Linked DNA regions of Mus musculus: region 1 is linked to region 2. A link is a contact called in public HiChIP or PLAC-seq data. All regions are on one chromosome and are shown on one strand. Each heading gives the region's core, a stretch centred on a gene start, on an enhancer-like site or on the middle of the called end of the contact. The rest is flanking DNA. Distances are from core to core; before and after follow the strand shown.

Region 1 (6,474 bases), core at 2,586-5,085, 66 kb before region 2:
ATTATCTTTCAACTCTATTTTCTCAGGAAGTCTTCTTGGGTCACATGACACACAGGCAAAGGCTCCATGGTAAGGACTCCGTTGTCTGTAGTCACAGATTGCAAGCTAAAGCCCCTGACATCTTGTTGCTAAAGATTAATTGTTCAATTAGAGTAAGACAGGAGTCATCAACTTCCAGAGCAAAACCGTGCACCCAGTGTCATCATGTGCCAGTCCTCCACAGAACAGAAGGGAACAGGCAGGCTACAACAGTTCTAGCCATGCCGTGCAAAAATTGAGGTCGTGGGTTCTAATTTCCCCTCTGGATCATATTTTATTATAATTTTATTGAGCCTCTCTGTGAAGGAGAGCCATTCTGAAGACTCGGTGTAGTAGATAGTGTGCACACTCCCTCTGGGAAAGAGAGTAGGATTGAGCCCTCTGGGATACAAAAGGGGGCATTGGTTGTAGCTTTGCACTTTCAGAGTTTGGCCGACGAAGGCCTGATGGGCTGACTGGCAAAGTTCCTTGTGGAAACCTCCCTTTCGTTCAGGAAACCCATTTGATAAGACATGTTGCTCTGCACTTAAAGATAGTATTGAAGTCAAATGGGTAAACATATTCTAAGTGGGGACCAGGAAAATGGCTCAACGGGTATAAGTATTTGCTATGCAAGCTTGAAGACCTCAGCTTGAAGACCTCAGTTAGGTCCTCCTAATTCTTAGGTCCTCCATAAAGAGCTGCTGAGGGAGTCTGTGTCTGTGTCCCTGCAGTCCTAGGAAGAGATGGGAAGTGGAGACAGGGAAACTGGCCAGAATGTCTGCTAGCCAGACGTGTACGGCACAACAGGAAAGAGGGAGACAGACCCTATACACACACACACACACACACACACACACACACACACACAGAGAGAGAGAGAGAGAGAGAGAGAGAGAGAGAGCAATAAACTAATAGATAAGTAAGCAATATTAAAAGAATAGGTCTTTTTTTTAATTGCAAGGGGATACAATGGGTTCATGTCCTAGAGAGTTAAAAAAAAAAAAGCATATGTAATAAATGAGTGAAGAAAGTTATCACCTGCAGTTGGTAAACAGCATGTAGAATTTATTTCTACAGAAATGGTTTTACTGTGTAGCACTGAGCGTCTTAAAACTCTGTAGACCAGGCTGGCCATGAACACACAGGGAGTTCACCTGCCTCCAGCCTCTACCTCCTGACTCCTGGGATTAGAGGTAGGAGGCAGGACTGCCGGCACAAAGCAATATTCTTGAACAAAGAGAGCACGGAGTCTGTCTCAGTGAGAAGCACATGCCTAGTGGCACAAATCTGATTCCTGAAACTCACATCAAAATGGAAGAAAAGAACAGGCTTCCTAAAGTGGTTCTCAGACATTAGCCATGTCACACAATGCACACATAAAACACACACACACACACACACACACACACACACACACACACTGTGCATGGTGTGACACACACTGAATGAGATGCCCCAATAATCTTAGAGAATTAGAAGTGCCCAATGGTGGCACAGTTTGGAAAGTCTTCAGAGATCTGGCCCTGCCAAAGAACGTATGTCACTGGAAGTTGACTTTGAGACGTTAGAGACTGGTGCCATTTCTAGCTCAGTTTTTCTACCTCAATGTTCAAGTTTCGAATTCTCAACTTTTTTTTTTTTTTTTTTTTTTTTTTTGGTTTTTTTGTTTGTTTGTTTTTGTTTTTGATTTTGATTTTTTTTTTTTTTTTTTTTTTTTTTTTTTTTTGAGACAGGGTTTCTTTGTTGTATAGCCCTGGCTGTCCAGGAATTCACTTTGTAGACCAGGCTGGCCTCGAACTCAGAAATCCACCTGCCTCTGCCTCCCGAGTGCTGGGATTAAAGTCGTGTGCCACCACCACCCGAGTTCTCAACTTTCTATTCGGGCTCCCCCTCCCGCCCTCCATGGTTCCATTTGAACACCTTGGACTCTAATCCTTAGTTACAGTAAGCCCAAATAAACACTTCCTTCTATGTGATGATTTCGACATTGTGCTCTATCCCAGCAATGGAAATGTAACTCTCTCTCCTCTCCTCTCTGTCTCTGTCTCACACACACACACACACACACACATCAATTGTGTTAATAATAACTAGTAATTAATAAGTAAAGAGAAGTGATCATTTAAAGCATTAACTAGAGGGCTTTCTTCCTTAAAGGGTTCTGCCTAACCATTTTTGGCCAAATGGATTATAGAAAAAAGGTGGATATAAAGAAAGTAAAGGAATAAAATGAGCCGGGCAGTGGTGGCGCACGCCTTTAATCCCAGCACTCGGGAGGCAGAGGCAGGTGGATTTCTGAGTTGGAGGACAGCCTGGTCTCAAAGTGAGTTCCAGGACAGCCAGGGCTATACAGAGAAACCCTGGGGAGGGGCGGGGGGAGACAACCAAAAAGAAAAAGAAAAAAAATAATAAAATGGTCAGAGATTCCTTTTTTTCCTTGGCAAAAACCCAGAGAAGAGGCTGCTGGGTCCAGCATGGTCTTCATGGGGACAGAGTGACATGGTCCCTGCCCCTGGAACAAGGCCAACAGACACGACAGGGGTCTCCATGAATGTCAATGGCTGCCAAGGACATAAGGCTTGTTTGTATAATAATGTACACATTTTACATTCCTCCTTCGAGCAATGTTCTCCCTGTTAATATTAATGACTCCATGATAATCAGAAATAGCACAAATCCAGGAGGTTAAGGTGTGGCTAATGTCTCAGCAAAATGGGAAGCCCTGGGGTCCTTCAGGACAGCCCTTAAGGGGGTGGAAAAGAACTCTTTAAAACATGAGTTCAAAATATATAATTCCTCAAAAATATGCAAAAAATATACAATATGAATTTTATGAGAGGCCTCTTGATTCTAAAAGAATAAAGGCAGCTAACTATGAGACAACTTGTTGGAAAGATACTAAGGAAGGAGATAAAGAGATTTAGGAAATGATAATTGCAGGACATCATCTTGTTTTTACTTACCCGGGCAGACAGATTCCTGAGTTCAAGGTCAGCCTGAGACAGAACTAATTTAGGTCCAGGTGAGGTAGAAATGGTAATTTCAGGATGAGGCATACTCAATTAGCTTGCTGTCTGTGCTTAACAGGTAGACCTCTGAATTCTTTTGCAATGTTAACAGAAAATGTGTGTTTGCAGTCTCTTAGGAATCAAGGGCCTTGGGTCTCCGGATGCTGATTCATGAGACAATCAAAAGGAAACCTGGAGTAAATGACTGAATTGATATGTAAAATAAAAGACTGGACCTATGATCTGCAAGAGATAAGCTATTCAGAGAATTTTTTTTAGAATAGCCAGAGAGAACTGCTTGGAGAACCATCTGGAGCAGAACTTAGAGAGAGAGAAAACACATCAGAGAGAAAGAGAGCAGCCTGGAAAGCGGTCTAGAGCAGAAAGAACATAGGCCACCAGCCTGGACAATTTGACTTATAGTTGTTTGTTTAGCCATTCCTAGACACCCCTTCCTCAGAACCCCTCTCCAAGCAGAGGCTGGTTCTTGGCAAGAGATCAATGGAAGGAGAGAGTATTTCCTACCCAGTCAAGACTCCAGAAGCAATAGTCATTCCTGAGCCTGGCTATCTTGGCAATTGACAGAACCAAGGAAACAGTGAACAGAGATAGTAACTGATGCTGAGGACCTCAGACAAGTTTCTGTTGGGACCCAGTCATTGCTGGGGCTCCTGGAAATGGTGGGGCAGTGGTCAGCAACGTGGATAAGGAAGCTTTATAACTTCCACACACCAAGGCTGCAAAGCAAGGGGTTGCTCCAGGCCGGACCCTGAGCCATAGAGGGTGAGGTGGAGAATGGAGGGGAAGTCAGGTGATCTATGTGGCTAGAAATAGCTAGCATGACAATGAGAAGCCAAGAAGGCACCCAGGCCCTGGCCAGGCAAGGAAAATGCAGATTGCACATGATAATCACCACAGCCTATTTAAAGACTGAAGATGAGGAAATGTCCTCCCACTTAGACCAAACTCTCTTATTAAATCACAAGCTGGACAGCACTGCTCCCTCCCCTTCCCAAGGGTGACTATTAGTCTAGCTCTTCTTTCCTATTGAATTCACTGATAGTCTCTCTGTCTCCCCAGAGACTTGATATTGTGTCCCTTTAGCCAAAGAAAAGTCACTTGAATAGCCTCAAACTAAAAATCTTTTCTTTGTTAACTTCCAGATCCATCCCAAATTTTTGCACCCACAAATACTTTCCTCCTTCAACATATATTCTATGTCTGCCATGCTGCCTGGATGGTCAAACGGAAGCTACTCATGCATGCACCATCTGGGGACTCAGCAGTCAGAGCCCCTCCGCCATCTGCCCTGCGTGCCTCACACTTTCATAGTAAAAGACCCGTGTCGTTCTGCCGCACACGTCACCTCAACATTCTTCCACATGTCCAGTGAGATTGAAAGTCTATAGCCTGCATTTCGACCTTGACTCTGGACCACGTGACACTGATCTGAAGAAGAACAGTTCAAGAACGGCATGATGCTCGTAATGTCCATACTTGGGAGGCCGTCAGGAAGACTAAGTTTGAGGTTGTCCTTGGCTACCTGATGAGACCATGTCTTAACATTTATTGCCCCTTCCACCTGCCTGCTGGGGGAGGAGGGGAGTGCAAAAGGAAAGAAAAAAAAAAAAGAGTTCATGAGCTATCAGAGAATCCTACTTCTGACCCTCTTCCTACCAGTCAGTGGGATTGGTAATATCTAAAGGTCTCAGGCTCTGGGTAACTCCCGCCACTGGCCCTGGAAAGAATCTAGGAGTGCAGTTTATGGAGGAAAAATAAGAAATTTGATGTTAGTGGGCGTGGTGGCACACGCCTTTAATCCCAGCACTTGGGAGGCAGAGGCAGGTGGATTTCTGAGTTCGAGGTCTACAAAGTGAGTTCCAGGACAGCCAGGGCTATACAGAGAAACTCTGTCTCAGAAAAAAAAGAAAAAGAAATTTGATGTTAGTGATGGATGTGTTCTGAATGCAAAACATCTCCCACAGGCTCCTGTGTTTGAACTCTTGGTCATGAACTAACTATACTGTTTGGGGAGGTTTTGGTTAAAATGGAAAAAAATCTACTACCTTTCATTTTTAAGAAGAGTTGTTGGAAATAGAATCTAGGGGCTTCAGTATGCTAAGCATGTCTTCTATCATTAAGCTACATCCCATCCCTAAAGTACCTCTAAAACTAAATGTGCTTTAATCCCCAGATAGAATTGATCAGTACAAAGATATTCTTTTTTTTTTTTCCAAGACAGGAGGAGGAGGAAGACACAAGGGACAGACATCCTTTCCCAAACATGCACAGTTCCCTTTCTGCACACCAGTGAGTGTGCAGGCTGGATTTGGCCGAGGGGTGCGGCTCCATTAATCTTTCCCCCCACCCCCCACCCCCCACCCCCGCACTTCTCTGTCTTTTCAAACAGAGAAGGTAAGTGACTTGCTTCTCTCCACAGTTCTGAAATGAAGTGACTCTTAGATGGACTTGTCTTAAGTAAACTGTTTCCTTGGCACCAAGCTCTTAGATGTCTTCAGAGTCACCGGGCGAGGATAACCTCAGCTCCGCATGCTTGGGAGAAGCCTCTAGATATTAAGACACTTCTTGCTTACTATTTTAGAGCCAGCAATTTCTTTTTATGGGTGTTTTCTTTTGTTTGAGACAAGGTCTCGTAAAGTAGCTCAGGCTAGATTCAAAGTAGTAACTTCCTGCCTCATCTTTCTGAATGTTAGTATTCTAGATAGGTGGCCCAATACACAGATTAGTAATGCTGTTTAAAATTACCTCCCACATTTACACAGTGTGTGTGTGTGTGTGTGTGTGTGTGTTGGGGAGACACGCACCCGCTGCAGCACATGGGTAGAGGTACTTACAAGAGTCCATTTTTCTCCTTATATCATGTAGATTCCTGTGGTTAAATGCAGGCAGCATGCATGGCAGCCAGTCCTTTTAACCACTGAGGCATCTTGCAAATTCTGATGCCATATTTAAGTTTCTAGGCTTACACATCATAAACTTTGTCAGATTCCCTAGACTTGAACTGCTTAAGCCACAGAGTTTAGAAACGTCTTCTGTTTTAACACCTATCTTCAGCTGTATGTTCATAGTTTAAGAATTCCCATCACTGGGGGCTGGAGAGATGGCTCAGCAGTTAAGAGCACCGGCTGCTCTTCCAGAAGCCCTGAAGTCAATTTTCAGCAACCACATCGTGGCTCACAACCATCCATAATGGGGTCTGACGCCCTCTGCTGGCACACGGGTGTACATGCAGATAGAACACACATATATTAAGTTAATAAATCTTAAAAAAAGAAAGAATTCCAGTTATTAAAATGATAGAGAGGCCGGGCGTGATGGTGCACGCCTTTAATCCCAGCACTTGGGAGGCAGAGAGAGAGGCAGAGAGGCAGAGGCAGAGGCAGAGGCAGGTGAATTCTGAGTTCGAGGCCAGCCTGGTCTACAG
Region 2 (6,366 bases), core at 2,645-5,144:
CTCTAAAATGCACCTCATCAGTGTTATGTTCTTGAAGAGTATAGTATTATATGGGGTATTGCCTCTTGGGAACCTGCCAACACATTCACTCTGAGGAGAAGGAAGGAGGGGCAGTATATCTGTTATGGTTGGGAACGGGTCTATGTACGTGACCTCCCCCTCCAGCCCCGAAGAAGATGCCATATATATGTCATCAGCAAAGACAAGTCAGAGAGAAATGAAGTCAGTTGCCTGAAGTTACCAAGTCACAAGGATCCCACTGGCTTTAAAAATCTAATGACAAAAAAAAAAAAAAAAAAAAAGAAAGAAAAAAAGAAAAAAGAAAAAAAAGAATCCCATCACGAGTTGCCACTGGTGGAGGGGTCGACGGAAGAAAAGCATTAGGGATGTGGAGTGACAGACATGTCCTATGATCTACGTGGCACATGTGGTGAAGTAGGACATTTTAAAATTTGTTCTTGACACAAGGTCTCACAAAGTTCAAGCTGGTCTTGAATTCACTGTGTGGCCAAGAATGACTTCGCTTCTGATCTTCCTGCCTCTATTTCCCAAGTGCTGGGATCATAGGCCAGACCCAGATGAGCTGTTTGAATTCTTTATAGATGTTTTAGTTATTGTTGAGTTTTGGGGTTTTTCCCATGTATTGTAATGCTAAATATCCCACCCCCCCAGGCCTATGGCAAATTGTAATCCAGGGTTATTGATGGGGAAGTAGATTCCAATAGCTTAGAGGGTAGATATCTGCCCAGCTCCAGTGCTGATTAAGGCTTATTATAATAATAAAAGTTAGTTGTGTGTCTTCTGTCTAGGAACTGAATGATCAAAGTCAGGGTAGATTCCTCCAATTGAGATTAAATAATTCCAACAACAAGTTAAGTTTTAATTTGTATTTACCTCCTTATTTATGAAACTGTATTGGTGACTTTTACTTTGTTGTAAAAACAATTACCCAATAGAAACAACTTACAAGATTAATTTTGGCGCATAGATTCTGAGAGTTCAGGTCCACGGTCACTTGTGTTGGTCACATGAGCTTAGACACAACATTGTTGCCAAGGGGAATATGGGGCAAAGGTAAACACCTTACTTTCTCTGTGACTCAGAAGCAGAGAAAAGGGACGTGCGTGTTCTAAAGACACAATCTTTGACACAGATGTCTCGAGTTCACAGCCACACATTGATCTGATTTCTGCTCATTCTTTAGACCTTGGCTCAATTCTTCTCTCCTCAGGGAAGCCCTCCTTTCACCCCCTTCCCACCCTGTAAAAAGTGCCAGCACTCTCTTTCCTTTAGTGGTAGGATCTCAGAGACACATAATTATATATGTATGTGACTTACATGTAATCAGTTATATGTACACATAATTATATATCCAATCCTGGATAAGTTGCCTAATGTCTTCTCTGCTCACCTGTCAATCCCATGATGGCCCAGTGTGACAAGCAGGCCAGGGCAGCAATCAGTAGCTACTGATTGAAAAACAAACTATTTGAGAGCTCTTTCAGAGCCCAGGGAGGTTTTTTTTCCTATCTGCTTTGGTGGTCACTCTACGCTGACTGGGTAGGAATCTGGTCTCTCTTGTCCTGAGAGGAAAGTTCCAAGCAACATACATGGGAAAGGAAGACTAATGAGGAGGATTTTGGAAATGTTTTCTCTAGATGAAAGGAAGGTTTCTTGCAGTGCAGAAGGAGGCAATGCCATTCACTTGGTACTGTGACTCAGGTAGTTGTTTTTATATAAACATACAAAGAAACAAACAAGGGGAGGAAGTAAGCCAACATCCATCAACTCAGCACAGCAGGAAACAAGAAAAGGAGCCAGGAGTCTAGAAGTGCCTGTGAGACTTGGCATAGGCCAGCAGGAACACTCAAGTGCTGATTCTCACAGATCTAATTATTCTCGAAAGAAGGGAGGGAGGGAGGGGGAGAGAGAGAGAGAGAGAGAGAGAGAGAGAGGGAGAGAGAGAAGACCTTGGACTTCTCTGGTTCTGTCTTTGTAAGAATGGCACAAGTCTGAGGGAGCCTGAAGGTTGAATGGTTTGCTCTAACAAGGGCTTGATACAAGGGCTTGATTAAACAAACAAAAGGGAGTGTTTTGGAGTGTTCCCTTGGGTGACCCTGTAAGATCTAGTTCTGGTCCAAGTGAGAGGCTGAAGCCAAGAACAAGTTATTTATTTGATCTTCTTCAAACCAATCCAGGTGAGCATGTGACCATTCTCATCCCCCCCCCCCCTCTCTCCCTCTCCTGCTCCCGCTCCCCCTGTGTGTGTGTGTGTCTGTCTGTTTTTCTTTCTCCTTGCTCTTTCCCTTTCTGTCTCTGTCCTTTTGGTTTTTCAAGACAGGGTTTCTCTGTATAGCCCTGGATGTCCTGGACCTCATTCTGTAGACCAGGCTGGCCTGGAACTCATAGAGATCCAAATGCCTCTGCTTCTCTTGTGCCGGGACCAAAGGTGTTCAACACTACCCTCAGCTATAGCACGTGACCATTCTATAAACATGTTTGAAAAGAATATAAATTCCCTTCTGTAGGAGACATGCAAGGTTATGCACCCTTAAGTACTTCACCACACATTTAATGACCTACTGGGACTTACCAATTACTGTGCTCTGCCTCAACAGTTTCTATATCTTGAAATAACATCTTTGTTCTAACTTAGGCAACATAATAAATAGTATCCTGGCTACCCTGGAGTAGATAAGTAAAACTCTGTCTCAAAACAGCAGCAGCAGCAGCAACAACAACCACCAACATCACCAGCAGCATGATAATTTGAATCTAGCCCTGACATTTATATGCTGAGTGACACTGGGAAAGGGATTAACTGGGTCCTTATCTCCTCAGTTATAAAGTAGGGAGGTTTTTTTCCAAACATCCTCATAAGAGGTTGGAAAAATCAAAGAGATCATGGCTATAAAATATCTGAAGCCATGATGCAAATGCTAAGTACCCAAATTCTGATGTAGATAATAAGTACCCGCCCGGGTTCCCTGACCCCTTTTACAAAAAAATACCATTAGATCTGTCAATAATTCTGCTTCAGTGCCAGGGATTATCCTAGATACTTGGACGACAGTTATTTAGACAGAGAATAAACCTTGGTGTAGGCACTGGAGATTAAAAATTTAAAAAAAAACTTTTTTTTCCAGATCCTGGTTATACAGAAAACAAGACAAGAACGATGGGTTGAATATTTGTGTGCTACTCCCCTAGGGTAGGATGGGGTCAGTAGGCAGGGCCTGCAGGAGGGCATCGTGCAGGCATCCTCATGAGTAGGATTAGTAGTTTATATCAGGTGATGGGAGAACTTGCACTTGCTCCAGTAAAAAACAAACAAAACAAAACCAAAACACACACAAGTACACACATACACACAAACAAAAAAACCAACCAACCAACCATCCGTCTGTCCGTCCATCCATCCATCCATCCATCCATCCATCCATCCATCCATCCATCCAACCAAACCCCCAAAATCCAAAGCAATTCAAGCCCAGCAACAGGACAGTGTAAACTAAGAAGCTGTACCACACACAGAATCGACCAGAACCTTGATCTTGGACTTTCAAACAAATGTTTGATGGTTTAAACTTCTGCAGCCTATGGGATTTTTGTCACAGCCTAGGATGACTAAACAGCAGGGCTACACAATAAAGAGCAAGCAGGGAACGACTGGGAGAGCTCTCACAGTGTAGTGAAGGAAGGCTTCGCTGAGACAGGAACATAGAATCTCAGACTTGAAAGATAACAGTGGTTCCAGCCTACTTAGCCAGGGCAGGAGTTAACCTAGTGTTTGGAAGTTACAGAGAAAGACAATAGGACTACAATACAGGGCAGGGTATGAGGTTTTGATAGGGCCCAAGAACAAAGGACTCGCTAGCTACATCTTGGCGTTTAATCTCATGGCAACAGGAAGCCATTAGTGTGCATTAAGTGCCAGAGCTACTTCATTAGACTTACTGAATAGCCAGACAGGGAGGTTATTTGTGAAATGCAAAGACTGGGACTGAACTTGGGACTATGGAAGTCTACGAAAAGATCACAAATTCAGTGGATTCTAGACTCAGGGCTAGCAGTGATGTGAGAGCAAAGGAATGGTGTGTGACATGTGGTTAGAGTCCACAGCACACTTATTTGACTGCAGTCTACAAGAGAGTGAGAAAGAATCGACTGACTTCCTCAGTAAAGTGGCAGGGAAAAAAGAAAGGATGGGATGGGTTCAGTTGTAGAGTGCTTGCCTTGCACTTACAAAATGACATTATATAAATAAAATGACTTATAAAATGACAATGGTGATCAGAATCACTGCCATCCCAGCACCAGGTGGGGGTAGTAGCAGAAGTAGCAAAACCAAGGTCATCTTCCACTACTTAGCAAGTTCAAAGCCAGGCTGAAATACATCAGGAAAAAAAGAGAAAGAAAGAGGAGGGGAAGGGAGAGATGGAAGGGGGAGGAAAAAAAAAACCTTTATAAACTTGGAGCAGCTCAGATTCAAAGATATTGGCTGGAAGCTCTTGAAGTATTAACGAGGGAACCTAGCACCCATTGTCACCAGTCTGGGACCTGTCCTATCCTCATATGGATGGACCACACTCTGAAGCATTCTGATCCCCTAACAAGGTGACAGAGATGCGATGGAGAGGGAAATGGTAAGCACCCATAACGTGTGAGATGACCTGCTCTAAGCACTTAAGGCAGTAAAACTATGTGGTTCCCGAGACCGTAAAACTCTCCTGAATGAGAGAGTCACAGTGGCCAGATGTAGGGCTGTATCCCCACAAACAGAAAGAGACAAGGAGAAAGTCAGAGGCCTGACATAATGGGTTTTAATTACTTGGGTTACATTTCTAACAGAAACTCCGAGCTGGAGGATATGTTGAATTGGGCTCAAAGTTTCAAGGACCTTAATCCATTACTCGGGAAGGCGAGTATGGAACAAGGACCCAGGTCAGTGTAACTCTTCACGATGTAAACAACCAGGAAATAGAGGCTCAAGCACCCTTACCTGCTGTTTCTCTTGCCCACAACTGTCATTTAATGGAAATGAAATTATTCTATCTGGGCCAGGCATGGTGGCGCACACCTTTAATCCCAGCACTCAGGAGGCAGAGGCAGGGGGATTTCTGAGTTCGAGGCCAGCCTGGTCTACAGAATGAGTTCCAGGACAGCCAGGGATATACAGAGAAACCCTGTCTTGAAAAACCAAAAAAAAAAAAAAAAAAAAAAAAAAAATTCTATCGACACACACATGATAATGGGACATAAATTTACTCAGTGCTTTGGGTAGGAAAATACACAAAATAATTTCTAGTGAGTACACACAGCTAATCTATAGAAGGTAGGACAGTCATCATCATTGTCACAGCCACCAGCAGCATGATTCAAACATATATGGTGTGCTCCTCTAATCCCAGCACTTCAGAGGCAAAGCCAGGCAGATCTCAGAGTTCAAGGCCAGCCTGGTCTACAAAACAAGTTCTAGGACAGCCAGAGCTACACACAGAGCTAAACCCTGTCTTAGAAAAAAACAGAAGAAACCCCCCCCCCACCACCAACAATGACAAACTGGACAGTTCTAAGCTAGAAGTGAGGTACACACCTGTAGGTCCAGTACTTGGAAGCCAGAGGTCAAAGGATCATGGGTTTAAGGCCAGCTTGAGGGATACATGAGACACTCACTTCAAAAACAAACAAAAGCAAACCAACCTGTATTGGAATACAGGCATGCACAATCCTAAATACACATATACACACTCAGATGCACATATATTTACATATAGTCATATATGTGTATACAGATACATAGATAAATATATCTATATATATTCATACATTCATACATATATGCAGTTTGTCCAAATGTATTTTCTCATATGGGAATTGCATCCCCACCCACCTTCCCTCCCATTAGGTCTTGCCATGTTGCCCAGGCTGGCCTTGAAGTCACAATCTTCCTGCTCTCAGTCCCTGTGTCCTGGAATTACAGGCATTTACTGGAGTCTCTCTTCCGGGATAAACTGATAGGTTATATAATTTAAAACCACCCCCTCCCCTGCCAGATTTAGAAGAGTCATGAATATGCTAATGTGTATAATGTGTCTGATTAATTTCCAAGAAGAGTATAGAAGATGTTTGAGCAGGAATGTTCAGGTGAGGACTTGTTGCTGAACTAGAATGCTATACAGTGCAATTACAGAGAATCTGCTCAGATAAATTCTATACTGCTCTGTGGTACATGAAAACCATCATATACCTCCAGAGAAGATAGGAATATGAACCAAATAGGAAGGTTATGCTACAGCTAATCACTAGAGGTGAACTAAAAGCAATTAAGTTCCCAGTCTGCTTCGCTAGCTGGGCCAAAGCCAG

The links. HiChIP or PLAC-seq counts read pairs in DNA pulled down with a chosen protein or histone mark.
Region 1: an H3K27ac HiChIP or PLAC-seq map of embryonic stem cells shows a contact between it and region 2, with 11 read pairs. The contact joins two enhancer-like sites. A contact is called at or near these places in 1 of 15 datasets of contacts at CTCF or cohesin (the NIH/3T3 cell line), 5 of 484 Hi-C or Micro-C datasets (2-cell embryo, liver, morula and 1 more), 3 of 115 datasets of contacts at active chromatin or transcription factors (embryonic stem cells and hepatocytes) and 1 of 9 other capture datasets (embryonic stem cells).

Annotation. Positions count from the first base shown.
Region 1 is chr15:55,285,277-55,291,750 of GRCm38.p6, reverse strand. No RefSeq gene overlaps it. Among named protein-coding and RNA genes, the nearest start is that of Gm35312, 6.4 kb to the right of the region's middle. Within about 2 kb of position 3,835, at least 6 of the 459 cell types and tissues checked have an H3K27ac peak or open chromatin away from gene starts, as enhancers often do. A contact at or near this core is called in embryonic stem cells, where this site is marked.
Region 2 is chr15:55,219,744-55,226,109 of GRCm38.p6, reverse strand. All of the region lies in intron 8 of Deptor (DEP domain containing MTOR-interacting protein), which reads right to left. Among named protein-coding and RNA genes, the nearest start is that of Gm26296, 40 kb to the left of the region's middle. Within about 2 kb of position 3,894, at least 13 of the 459 cell types and tissues checked have an H3K27ac peak or open chromatin away from gene starts, as enhancers often do. A contact at or near this core is called in embryonic stem cells, where this site is marked.